Linked DNA regions of Sus scrofa: region 1 is linked to region 2. A link is a contact called in public Hi-C data. All regions are on one chromosome and are shown on one strand. Each heading gives the region's core, a stretch centred on a gene start, on an enhancer-like site or on the middle of the called end of the contact. The rest is flanking DNA. Distances are from core to core; before and after follow the strand shown. Region 1 has its middle 58 kb from the start of SMYD2. Region 2 overlaps SMYD2 (SET and MYND domain containing 2).

Region 1 (3,250 bases), core at 187-2,686, 97 kb before region 2:
GGCACAGATGGGACAGAAGCCCAGATCTCTCTGACTCCAGAACCTGTGAATTGAACTACCCTGATAATGCAGCCTGGGGCACGGTAGACACTTAATAAATGTACATTGAAGAAAACTGAACAGATGTAATGGAATTTGGGTGGGATGATTCTCTCTCTACTTTACTCTCCTGTCTGACGTGCAAAGGCATTGCTTGTTCCAGAATCATTATCGTGATGACTGTTATTTTGACCTCAGAGCTCCGGACTAGACCACACTTCCCCTGAGAACAGGACAATGTATGTTTCATGATAATAACAGGTACTGTACTAAGCTCCAGGCTTTACATCCTCATAATAATTCTGAAAGGAATATATTATCATTCCCATTTTTTAGATGAGGAGACACATGCAGAGAGGTGAATGAAGGCTGCAAAGCTGGTAAGGGGAGTTTAAACAGCCTCTGCCTCCAAAGTCAGTTCCTCATCTGTAGAATGGGTGCAATTCCTATCTGCTGTTGCTGAGGGGAATCAAAGTAGATTATTCACTCATCCTCTCAACAAATAGTTATTGAGTAGTTGCTAAATTACATTGTATTGTAAGATGAATCAGACTGGCTCTTTCCCTCAGGGATACAGGCAGGTCTTTCCAAAATGAAAGCCATCAGTCCAAGAGAGATCTAGATACTGTGCTATGGGAGCTCAGAGGGAAGATGGATTATTCCAGAAGGAGGTATGAAGCTGCAGCTTTTGAGCTGAGTCTCAAGAGTTAAAATGGAAATAGTCTGGAAACACAATTCCAATACAAACATTGGGCATAGGTTAGTAATAATAACTAATTTCTATGGAGCTCCCTGCTGGTTTAGCAGGCTAAGGATCCAGCATTGTCACTGCTCTTGCTCTGATCGCTTCTGTAGCTCAGGTTCAGTCCTTGCCCTAAGGACGTCCACATGCCACCGGCGAGACAAAAATAAAAATGTTTTTTAACTTTAAAAATCCACTAATTTATGAAATTCACTGTGTTCCAATGCCTGCCTAAACCTGTGCAGATTTCAAGCAAATGACAGCCATTTATCTAGAGTTTCGGAGTCCCAGAAACTCTGTGTTTTACATTTGAGAACTCCTGTTGTCTGAGCCAAAACAGGATCTAGCAGTATGCCCACGTGACAAATGAGGAAGCTGAGGCTTCCAGAAGTTGAGTTTCTTGCCTATGGTCACATAGACAACAAATCGCTGAACTAAGATTTAAACCCAGATGGTCAGAATTCAAATATTACCTCTCAGACAAAGGGAGAAAAAAAGATTGCTCAGGTAACAGTGATTTGCGGAGAAATACATCTTGGGTCCTCGTGAATTACAGCACAACCTGTTGGGGAAACTGCATCTCAGATAAGCGAAGGTACAGGTATAGGACCTTCCTTAAGAGGCATCATCTCAAGGAACTCCGGAGTAATTTGACTTGTGGCCGGTAGATGGCAGAACGTGACCAGAAAAGGACCTGGAAACCACAGCGGGACACCCAGGTAGTTCCCAGTTTGTGCCACAAAATGAATTTTGCCTACAATATGGTTCGTTTAAAGTAACAAATTCTTCCTCGAAGCGAGCTGGCTCCCCAAGAGAAACTGTAACCAACTGAAAGTCTCCAGTCACCGAGTCCCAGTACCATGAGGAGGGACCGCCCCAACAGTTTCCTCTATAAAGCTGTCGTCCAGCTCCGGTCAGTGCTGACCAAGCCACCCCCGGCCTTGGTCTCAACCTCGTTCTACTGCAGGAAATCTTGGGACTGTGCAAGCGATAACGTCTGGAAAGTACTTGGCAGCATCTGAAGAGCTGCGCTGCTGTGGCGTTAAGACAAAAGCTCGCAGGGCGAGTCTTCAACAAGGTGTATTAAGCACCTGTGGGTGCCGGGCTCTGGGTTCCATCCAAAGCTTGCCAGCCACTATTTATTGCCTGATTCCCCAGCAGCCAGCTGTTGCAAAATGGGCTAGGAAAGCTAGTTCTGTGGATTCATTTCCTGAGCAGCTCGGCCAGCAATTAGGAGAAACCAAAGATATCCTGGAAACTTTAAAAGCATTAAAAGAAACCTGAGGGAATTCGATTGTCATCTTAGATGATAAAAGACCTCTCTAAATATTAAAAAAAAAGCAAAACTCAGAAACTCTAAAGTATATTATTAAACTTGATTATGTAAAAATTTTACGCTACTGAAATGCAAAGAGTTTTTTTGTTTTTTTGTTGTTGTTGTTGTTATTTCTTGGGCCGCTCCTGCAGCATATGGATGTTCCAAGGCTAGGGGTTGAATCGGAGCTGTAGCCACCGGCCTACGCCAGAGCCACACAACGCGGGATCCGAGCCGCGTCTGCAACCTACACCACAGGTCACGGCGACGCCGATCGTTAACCCACTGAGCAAGGGCAGGGACCGAACCCGCAACCTCATGGTTCCTAGTCGGATTCGTTAACCACTGCGCCACGACAGGAACTCCCAAAGAGTGTTTTAAACATCAAAAGAAAAAGTAAAAAGCTGCAAAACATATGACAAAGGATGAATATTCTTAAATACAGATATGCTATAACTTCATAAATTAATAAAATGTATATTTCAGTAACACGTCTCAAGTCAGTAATATGGCCAAAGGCATGCAGTTCACAGGATCTTTTTAAAAAAGAGAAAACAGCCAATAAAACATTGGAAATTGGCTCCGTTTCATTTACAGTTAAATAAAGGTCACACTTAAATAGCTTGCTTTTGAGAGCAGCCGTCTCCCGAGGTATTGATAAGTGTAAATTGGCAAACCTCTTTCAAGAGCAAGTTGACAACACTTAGAAACATGTTTGCACGGCCTTGGCTCAGAGACTCCGTTTCCTCCGCTACCCACACTCGGGTGCAGTCACCCAGCTCCGTATCTTTAAACACCTCCTAGAGATGGGATTAAGATGGCTGAATAGGACCGGAGCGCAACTTCTCTCCTAAAATAAACACAATTCACAACTAAAGGCTGAGCAATCTTCAACCAAACGGACCAGAAACCTTCAAAAAGATATCCTACTCCAGAAGACAAAGAGGAGGCCACACCAAGAGGTAGGAGGGGCGAGGGGATTTCGTGATATAAGCAACCCCCGGGTGGGAAGCCCCACAGACTGGAAAGTAACTGGTTCACAGAGACTCACCTACAGGAGCGAAGAGTTCTGAGCCCCACATCAAACTCCCACGTGAGGGGGTCTGGCACTGGGAGAAAGAGCACCCAGAGCATCTGGCATTGAAGGCCAGTGG
Region 2 (2,964 bases), core at 458-2,957:
TCTGTAACCCACTGAGCAAGGCCAGAGATTGAATCCACAACCTTGTGGTTCCTAGTTGGATTCGTTTCCGCTGCACCTTGATGGGAACACCAATGCTCCAGTAACTTTTATTGAATGAATGAAAATCTGCATTTATTCTTAATGTAATGTTGGTTGACGTCCTAATGGCAGAATAGGTTAGAGGACCTGAAGTTGGCACAAAAAATAGTGTGATAAGGGGAGTTCCCGTCGTGGCGCAGTGGTTAACGAATCCGACTAGGAACCATGAGGTTGCAGGTTCGGTCCCTGCCCTTGCTCAGTGGGTTAACGATCCGGCGTTGCCGTGAGCTGTGGTGTAGTTTGCAGACGCGGCTCGGATCCTGCGTTGCTGTGGCTCTGGCGTAGGCTGATGGCTACAGCTCCGATTCGACCCCTAGCCTGGGAACCTCCACATGACGTGGGAGCGGCCCAAGAAATAGCAACAACAACAACAACAACAACAACAACAAAAGACAAAAAAAAAAAAAGTGTGATAAGTCTTCTGCATAAAAATGCCCAACACCTCAGGATTTCAAAGCCTACATATTGTTCTACTAAACTGCAGTCATCTCTTTTTAGGTTGAGAATTGTATACACTGATTGTAAATGTGTTTAATTATAAAAACTGGAGTTCCTGTTCTGGCTCACTGGTTAGCGCACCCAACTAGCAACCATGAGGATTCAGGTTCGATCCCTGGCCTTGCTCAATGGGTTAAGGATCTGGCGTTGCCGTGAGCTGTGGTGTAGGCTTGGATCCTGCATTGCTGTGGCTGTGGCATAGGCTGGTGGCTGCAGTTCCGATTGGACTCCTAGACTGGGAACCTCCATATGCCGCAAGAGTGGCCCTAAAAGAGCAAAAAAAAAAAAAATTGTTTTAAATTATAAAAACTGCAAGTCACACAAACCCATCAAATCTTTTGCTCTTCTTATACCAAGATTTTCAAGCCTTCGACAGTGGCTCTGAATTCTAAGTAAAATTGCCCCAGTAAGAATCAGAGATCAGGAGTTCCTCTTGTGGCACAGTGGGTTAAGAATCCCACTGCAATGGCTCAGGTCACTGCAGAGATGCAGGTTCGATCCCTGGCCAGGCCTGGCATAGGTCACAGCTGTGACTCAGATGTAGTTCCTGGCCTGGGAACTTTCATATGCCATGGGTGTAGCCAGGAAAAAAAAAAAAGAATCAGGGGTAGAACAATTTTAGAAGAAATATAGTGTAATGTAAGAGACACTTTCTGTGTTTCTGAAGGCTTTGCTATTGGGTTGTGTAGTTTGAATTTTGACTCCTGTTCTGCCCTTTATTAGTTATATGGCCTTGAGTGAGTTACTTAATCAGAGATCACCTTGAGCCTCAGTTTTCACATCTGTAAAATGGGTTATGCCAGAGTCACAGGTTTATGAGAGGGTAAATACGCAGCACCCAGGTGCCTAGCACAGAGTGAGTGGTCAGCAGATGCTAGTGTTAAAAAGCCCATCCGCTGGCCTGAAATGCACCTACGTGGTGTGTCTGGTGTGGAAGAGCCTGGTGGCGGCCCATGGGCTTCCGCAGGTCTGCTTCATAGCTTCACAGACAGCCTCACGCAGCGGGGGATGAGCCGGGCTCTGAGCCTTCGCCGCTGGCTTTGGGCAAGTCACTGCCCCTCTGTGACCTCCGTTTCATCATCTGAAAAGTAAAGAGACAGAGTCCCCTTCCAGCTGTGAAGGTTTGGACACAAATGAATGACACGCAGCAAACTGTCTCCCAACAGACTGGGTATCCCGGAGGGCACCGCCTTTGGCCTGTCTCTCCTCCTGTGCATGGTGCCCAGCATGGAAGCGTCCCCACTGAATGTGGAAAGAATGAGTTTATGGAACAACCTAAAATTGGGCGTGTGGAGTCCTCGTTTTCGGCCTACCAGCTCTAAGTTAGACTTCCCGGCCAGCGAGAGCTGCCCTTGGTGTTTCTCAGCGTACTGTTTCTTTTCAGCGATGAGAAAGTGGCCAGTGGTTGATGTGGCTGAGACATGAAAGGAAGTTCCCAGCCCCTTAGCTTCAGGGCCTTGCCCCCCTGCCTCAAGGGGATGGACAGCTGTTGGCTTAGCTGTGTAAAGGCTTTCATATCAGCCACCTCACCTTATGAGCTGGGTACTGGATTAGGTGACTTCTTCTTTAATGGAAGAAAACCAAGGGCAGAGGGACACAGGGCTGGGCTCAAGGTCTCGGGCATAACTGGCATTAGAGCGCAAGTGTCCTCGCTCCCAGGCTGATCTGCAGACGCCATCCTTGGAGCCTTAGGGGTCCATTGTGATCTCAGGGCATCCTAGACTAAGGATGCTTCAGCCCTGAAGGCTCTTCTGATATTTGTTTATACAGGAGACCGATGGGTGAGTTGGGTTCGAACATAGGAGACCTTGGCCAAAAGGAAGGGTTTCAAATCGCTAAACCAGAACGTCTTCCTAGTTAATTTGGTAAAGTTCAAAAGTAAAGCAGTGATTTCTCTCCAGGGAGAAGCATGAGCTCATTTTTTTTTTCCCCTCCCTCTCCCCGCTTTCTCTGTGCAGGTGAACTGTAACGGCTTCACAATTGAAGACGAGGAGCTTTCTCATTTGGGATCAGCAATATTTCCTGAGTAGGCTGAGTCTGACTTCTTTTCTTTTTACTTAACACTAATTTGAATTTTTGTGTGTGTGATTTTGAAATAACCTCCCTCACTGCATGTGGCAGACATGAATCTCCAAGTGAATTAAGTCCTCTTTTATAAATTCTCCCAGATTTCAAAATATTTCCCCTGCATTTAAGGATCTGAAGGTCCTAGTTAAGAGAACAGTTGCTTAAGTCCTGCTAGGTAGGGAGCTGTTATGAAAGGGTATTTTAGAGTATGCATAGAAGGAGCAGCCCAGGCCCTGCTGAGAAATTTGCTTCTTTGCGTATCTGTGGTCCTGGAAGTCTTTGGGTTTCTTACACTCCGAG

The links. A called contact is a pair of places that touch in the nucleus more often than the background predicts.
Region 1: a contact with region 2 is called in a Hi-C map of liver, with 5 times the contacts expected there. The contact joins two enhancer-like sites. A contact is called at or near these places in 1 of 5 promoter capture datasets (liver), 24 of 47 Hi-C or Micro-C datasets (embryonic fibroblasts, epiblast stem cells, fetal heart ventricle and 13 more) and 1 of 2 datasets of contacts at active chromatin or transcription factors (skeletal muscle).

The regions. Positions count from the first base shown.
Region 1 is chr9:129,372,592-129,375,841 of Sscrofa11.1, reverse strand. No RefSeq gene overlaps it. Among named protein-coding and RNA genes, the nearest start is that of SMYD2, 58 kb to the right of the region's middle. Within about 2 kb of position 1,436, at least 7 of the 83 cell types and tissues checked have an H3K27ac peak or open chromatin away from gene starts, as enhancers often do. A contact at or near this core is called in liver, where this site is marked.
Region 2 is chr9:129,275,829-129,278,792 of Sscrofa11.1, reverse strand. SMYD2 (SET and MYND domain containing 2) reads left to right here. Exons shown (of 12, transcript NM_001160091.1): 6 at 2,556-2,623. Among named protein-coding and RNA genes, the nearest start is that of SMYD2, 39 kb to the left of the region's middle. Within about 2 kb of position 1,707, at least 1 of the 83 cell types and tissues checked has an H3K27ac peak or open chromatin away from gene starts, as enhancers often do. A contact at or near this core is called in liver, where this site is marked.